Linked DNA regions of Mus musculus: region 1 is linked to region 2. The links are chromatin contacts, called in public promoter capture Hi-C maps. All regions are on one chromosome and are shown on one strand. The core of a region is the stretch at or near the end of the contact, and the rest is flanking DNA. Distances in the headings are between cores, read along the strand shown.

The links. Capture Hi-C pulls out chosen DNA fragments and counts their contacts.
Region 1: a contact with region 2 is called in a promoter capture Hi-C map of liver. A contact is called at or near these places in 2 of 484 Hi-C or Micro-C datasets (Th1 cells and nephron progenitors), 9 of 130 datasets of targeted methods (CD8 T cells, the HPC-7 cell line, bone marrow-derived macrophages and 4 more) and 3 of 9 other capture datasets (adipose tissue, liver and pancreatic islet).

The regions. Positions count from the first base shown.
Region 1 is chr19:21,736,193-21,739,583 of GRCm38.p6, forward strand. No RefSeq gene overlaps it. Among named protein-coding and RNA genes, the nearest start is that of Gm41818, 14 kb to the left of the region's middle.
Region 2 is chr19:21,603,374-21,606,583 of GRCm38.p6, forward strand. The region is part of intron 2 of 1110059E24Rik (RIKEN cDNA 1110059E24 gene); the gene reads right to left. Among named protein-coding and RNA genes, the nearest start is that of Gm38486, 8.8 kb to the left of the region's middle.

The sequences.
Region 1 (3,391 bases), core at 264-2,763, 130 kb after region 2:
TGTCTTCTGTATTTGTGCCTCAGAAAACTCCTTTCTGTTTTTGGTTTTGAGACAGGATCTCACCAAGTAGTACAGGCTAGCCTTATACTCCTGTTTCTCCTGCCTCAGCCTCCTGGTTGCTGAGATTATAGGAATGCTCCACTACACCAGGATGGAAACTCCTGTAGTTCAATGCCCAGATGTAACCTCACTGCTAAGGTGTCTGTGCTATGTGCCTCCGTTCATCCGTTGCTTCCCCTGGAAAGCACACAGGGCTCTTGCTGGTTCCTCCTCTTTTCTCATATTGTGTAATTATTCTTTCACCTTGTCCTAAACCCCCAACTTCTGCAGAACAAGGAAACTCTGGCCACCTTCATTATTAATCCCCATTTAACCTTAATGTGTGATCTCTTACATTCAAGTTTCCATTTGCTGACTCTGGGGCCCTCATGTTGGTGGTAGGGAACTGCCACTTAATAACTTTATCCTAACTTTTACTCCTTTTCTATGAGATCCTGACATTCAGGCACCATCTTTGTCATGGTCCCTAATCCTCCCAGGTCCTTCTCTTGACCGGATTCTGCCTTTAATGTTTTGTTTACTCTGCTGCTTACAAGGCTGTCTCCTTCTCTATAAAAATAGCATGTCAGCCTAGTGGACCTTCTAAGAGAACAATTATTATTTATTTTGTCTATACCTCCTGCTCAGAGAATTAACGTGTTCTAATCCTTTGTGCTAACGTGTAAAAGTTCTTCAAATATTAATAACAAAAACTAACAAGGTACGTCTATAACTTACAAGTCTGAGAGGTTAGCACTCTGCGCGCCCGTGGAGAGAATGTCCCACTGGAGTCTTAACGTGAGTCTGCTCATACTTTAGGGGAACAATAAATGACTCTTTTCAACTCAACAGGTTTTTATTGCTTTCCTATCACTCTGGGCTATAAATTTTGTAACTTTAAAAAAAAATCCTTGGAGAGGAAAAAATGATGTTATCAGCAGAAAGGCATAGTCACTTTGAAATATCACTGGCAAGCTCCACATGATTCCTAGTCTGATGAAGGTGGCTTAAAATCTGCCCATAGAGAGCAAAAATGGACTGGGGCCATGCCTCCCGGTCTTTCTAGTTCAACTTTGTTCCCTGGGCCTAAGAAGGAACTTGATTCATGATTGGAGATCAAACATTTAGTGAGTGAGTAAGCGAATGAGACCAGTATGGTTGTTTTAGGGAATGCCAGATCCCCAGTTTACTCGAACAGATAGAAAAGAAGACCGTAGGTAGATTCTTGAGCCCTCAGATTTGCCCAAATGTCAGCACAGGATGCACCCGTTTAATACTCAGCAACGACTCCGGACTAGAGGTCTGTGAGCACCACAAGCTGTTCCCAGAACCGAGGGCGGTGAAGATGCTATCCGGTCCCCCTGTGTCTCTCTCTGCTGCAGCAGCGGTTTTACGTCTGTGGCTTTACTGGAATAAAGGATCGTGTTAAGGATGGCTGTCCTCTCATCTGCTTTTTATCAACACAGGACAGTTTCCTGTATTTGTCAGTGATGCGGAAATGACCCAGCTGACGTTAGCACTTGCGAGTGACTCAAAGTTACACTGTATTTGCCTGCCCGCCCCCCCCGCCCCCCCCGCCCCGCGTGCTCTAATTTTGTGTTTTAAATGATCGCCAGTTACTTTCTTCTTTTTTCCTTTTTTAAGATTTATTTCTTAATTTTAAGTTTGCATATGTAGGTGCCCATGAGGAGTTCGGCAGGGCGCATAGGATCCTCTGGAGTTGGAGTCACAGGCTGTTGTGAACTGCCTGATGTGGGTACGGGGAACTGAACTTGGTTCCTCTGAAAGAGGATGCATTCTTGGTAGCTGAGTCATCTCTCTGGCCTGAAGCACTTACTTTTTAAAAGACCTACTTTATTTTCTGTCTGAGCTCATGGTCGTTTGCGTTGGTAGCCAAGGCCAGATAATCTTGATCTATTGTGTGTCTCCGGTTTTCCAAAGACTTTTTTCCCTTCTATTGTTAGAGTCAGGGAAACTGGCAAACGATGGTGTTGGGCCAGAGGAGGGAGAACGAAGCCTTAAATCACCGAAATGTGGTGCGCCCTGTACGCACTTCAGTACGAACTGAAAGGAAGACTGCAAATAGGATTGGTTCCTTTGGGCTAGTACTGAATTGGGAGTGAGTGATGCAGATAGAGCCATGGGCTGAAATCATTTTCTACTTCAGCCCCGCTCGGTCTGCAGGGAATCGTGGAGTCAGGAGTTAGCTGCAGGGTGTTGGGAGTAGGCCAGCATCTACATCTGTTCTCAACTGTAAGTGGACTGGAAAAACACTTTGAGGGAAAGCCAGTGAGGAGCGCACAGAATCCCTGCTCCCAGAAAGGCCGGGAAAGAGGAGCTGATTCATCATAAAGATGCTGAATTTAGAGGCAGGTTTTTATGCAAATAAAGCGTGGATGAGTCTTCTTCTGTTTGTCAAGAGTCAGTCTGGTTCCTGACAGTCTAAGGGTCAGAACTGATAGGATGAGTCAGCCATATTGACAGCGTGGGCCCTTGTGTCTAAGTATAAGCCCTGCGCTTGGAGGAGGAGGCTGGGGGAAGGAAAACCAGCCTGGCAGAGGTTGCGAGAGCTTGTCTAAAACACAGAAAACAAGGTAGCCGGGTAGGATTGAAGCCTCATACTTCCCACTATTTCCGAGGAATCTGGGGCTCAACTCGAGTACTTTGGCACTCGCTTACTAGACTCTGGACACGTTTTAGTGAATTTCATGCAGGATTTCTTGTCTCGGAATATATGGCCGGCTGTAGGGACACTATGTAACGATTTCTCGCTTTTGATATTAAGAGCGTCTCAATCCGAGAAATGTCATGGCTAGCATGAGTTGGAATAAGCGTTACTTAAAGGAAGTAGTTTGGCAACACATGGGCCTGGGTTCAAATTCCAACTCTTGTCATTTCCTGGCTGTATGAGATCAGGCAAGCTGCCCTCTGACCGCCAGTGGCTTCACCTGAGATGGGAATCATAATGTATGACTAACCAGGCTATTGGGAGGACTGGCTGTCTCCCTAGCCACCTAAAAACAACCAGAAAAACATCCGCAACCTTGTTCTCTCCTTTGTTCCATTTCTCCGTATCATCGTTATTATTTTTACTTATGTTTTTTAACAAGTTTGTTTTGTTTTGTTTGCGAAACTGGGAATTTAACTCAGAACTTTGTGTAAGCACTCTACCTCAGTCTATTTAGCCCCCTTTTCACTTTTTATTTTGCAACAGAGTTTCTCTATATTATCCAGCTAGTCTTGAACTTAGTTTGTAGCCCAGGCTGTCCTGGAATCATGACCTTCCTCCCTAAGTCTCCTTAAAAGCTATTCTTATAAGCCCACACTGCCAAGTCTTTATTTGTTATTGACA
Region 2 (3,210 bases), core at 193-2,692:
CCTACAGATTCACTTAAACAGAAGCCTCATGCTACAGATTCACTTAAACAGAAGCCTCATGCTACAGATTCACTTAAACAGAAGCCTCATGCTACAGATTCACTTAAACAGAAACCTCATGCCTACAGATTCACTTAAACAGAAGCCTCATGCCTACAGATTCACTTAAACAGAAACCTCATGCCTACAGAGTCACTTAAACAGAAGCCTCATGCCTACAGAGTCACTTAAACAGAAACCTCATGCCTACAGAGTCACTTAAACAGAAACCTCATGCTACAGATTCACTTAAACAGAAGCCTCATGCCTACAGATTCACTTAAACAGAAGCCTCATGCCTACAGAGTCACTTAAACAGAAACCTCATGCTACAGATTCACTTAAACAGAAACCTCATGCCTACAGAGTCACTTAAACAGAAACCTCATGCTACAGATTCACTTAGAGACCTCATGCCTACAGATTCACTTAAACAGAAGCCTCATGCTACAGATTCACTTAAACAGAAACCTCATGCTACAGATTCACTTAAACAGAAGCCTCATGCCTACAAATTCACTTAAACAGGAAGCTCAGGGCCTTTTCTTATCAGTCCTTTAGCAGCTGACAGGAACAGGCCTCCCCTGCTGCTCTGTAGTTCTGCCTTGGTTTCCTGGTTACTATGTTCTGACCATGGCCATAATTAGCCCCGGGTGGTATTGGCACACAGGAGGACAGGGCACCTTGGTAAACAGTGACTGTAAGCGCCTCACCCTTTGGTGTGCAAATGACAGAAGCTTAATATCGGCAGATACTCAAGATACTTCCTGCAGTGGCACTAAGCAACCTATGGTGTTTACAATAAGGAGAGTTTAAAACTGAACTATGGGATTAGCTCCTACTAGATTTTAAAATGCTTTTAAAGGAAACACTTACCCCTGCTCCCATTCCAAATACCTCATGTAGTAGTTACAATTAAGTTCCTGGGGTTTCCACATTATACACCGTAGACTTAACAGACAGGTAAAAAAAAAATACTACCTCCCTTTATTGCACTAGTAGCCTGGACTAGGATAATTATTTATTATTTTGAGCTGGGACTCCCTATATAGCCCTGGCTGTCTGGGAACTTACCATGTAGACCAGGCTAGCCTCCCTGGTGAAATGCTGGAAATGAGAGGCACAGGCAGAGGCCAGAGGTGTTGGGTTCCCTGTAACTAGAGTTACAAGTGGTTGTAAGCTGCTTCATGGGTGTGCTGGGAACCAAGCTCAGGTCCTCTGGTCAAAAGCTCGTACTCCAGCACTAAGCACAGAGCCATCCTCTAGTTCCTTAAAGGATATCCAACAGTTCTTCATTCGTGGCCCTTTTCTGCATATAATTGCAGGCATTGCCACTGTGTAGTTTATCTGCAAATCCAGGTCAGTTTGTGAGGGCAGAGGTTAAAGAATGAAGATTGCTCAGCAAGGTATGCTGTCTGGCAGAATCTCTTTTGTTCGTTTGTTTGGTTTTGGTTTTAGAGACAGGGTTTCCCTGTGTTGCCTTGGCTGTCCTAGAACTTGCTCTGTAGACCAGGCTGGCCTGAAACTCAGAGATCTGCCTGCCTCTGTCTGCCTCTCATGTGCTGGGTTTAAAGGCGTGTGCCACCACTGCCAGGCTAAGAATGCAGACTTTGAAGGTGGTAAAGCCTGAACTGTAGTCGATGTTTTCCATCTCCTTCCTGTTCCTCCATCCCCCACATGCATGGTAACGATGTACTGTGACAGTGAGTTGGCCCTGCCACTGGGTGCTTGCCTCTCCACCGCACCCCCAGTACAGTATGACTTAAGGAGCCTTAGGATGTCGATCATCCTCTGGGCTCAGAAACTGCTTTGTTATTATAGAACACTTCTTGTTTCCCGTATTTTCAAAATGCTTTTACTATTTAGGCTTGGAAAATGATATCTCTTCTAAGATGAGAAATGATTTTCTGTTGTGGTAATCGTAAGAATTATTTCAAGCATTCTTTATAGAGACTTGTCAGGAAGCTGACACAGTTTGGGCAGACAGGGAAAAGACCGTAACTAGTCAGAGCAGGCCTGCCTGAAGAGGTTGTCTTAGTCAGTTCTCTATTGCGGTGATGAAACACCATGGCCTCAGCAACACCCTGGAGGAAAGGACCCTGGAGGCAGGAGCTGGTGCAGAGGCCATGCAGGAGTGCTGCTTACTGCCTTGCTCCTCATGGCTTCTCCAGCCTGCTTTCTTACAGCACTCAGAGCCACCAGCACAGGGATGGCACCACCCACAATGGGCTGGGTCCTCCCCATCCATCATTAATTTAAAACATGTCCTCTAGGTTTGCCTACAGCCTATTTTATAGAGGCATTTTCTTAATTGAGGTCCCAGCCTCTAAGAAACAATCCAGTACAGAGATCACAGAGCTAAACTCTAGATGAATCAGTCCATTTCCTTAAGTAGATAATTAAGGTCCTTACTTTTTACTTAGTATCCTTTCAAAACTGTCACAGGAGTGGGTGCTGGTGACACTCACTTGTAACCCAGGTACTTGGGAAGTAAAGACAGGAGAATCAAGAATTCAAGGTTGTTTTAAATCAGGAGTTAAAGGTTGTTGTTCTTTGCTCTATTGTGAGTTTGAGACCAGCTTGGACTACACTGAACCTCAAAGCAAAAAAGCCTTGATCAACATAATCACATAGTAGTGGCATTTTAAATAGCCACTATCATTTAAAGGTAGGAAGCTGAAGAGGTGGTATTAAAAACTCTAGCAGCTGACCCCGTATGGTTAGCAAAGAACATATTCAGAATTGGGATCCAGACTTTTTGCTCATAATCTCTCACTCCTGGCTCTATTTTAGTGTCAGATCGTTAAGGTTGGCCATTTATCATGTTTTGAACAATTCCTGTATCTTAAATAAACTAAAACAAACATTTTATAAAATGAAGACACCTGCTAGAAACCATGTCTTATACGAACAATTTTTTTAAACTCTAAGAACCAAGAGACTAAGCTGGATTTAAAAGACAATTTACTATAATTGTTTTATTAGGAACAATAAGTATTGTTATGATTTAAGCAGTAGACACCATAAAGTCACACAATGCAACAGATAGCACTCAAGGGGTTTATTGGCGGAAGGGGGATGGCTATGCCAAGGCTGGCTCTGAGAGAGAGAGAGAGAGAGAGAGAGAGAGAGAGAGAGAGAGAGAGAGAGAGGCAGAGAGAGAGAGAGAGA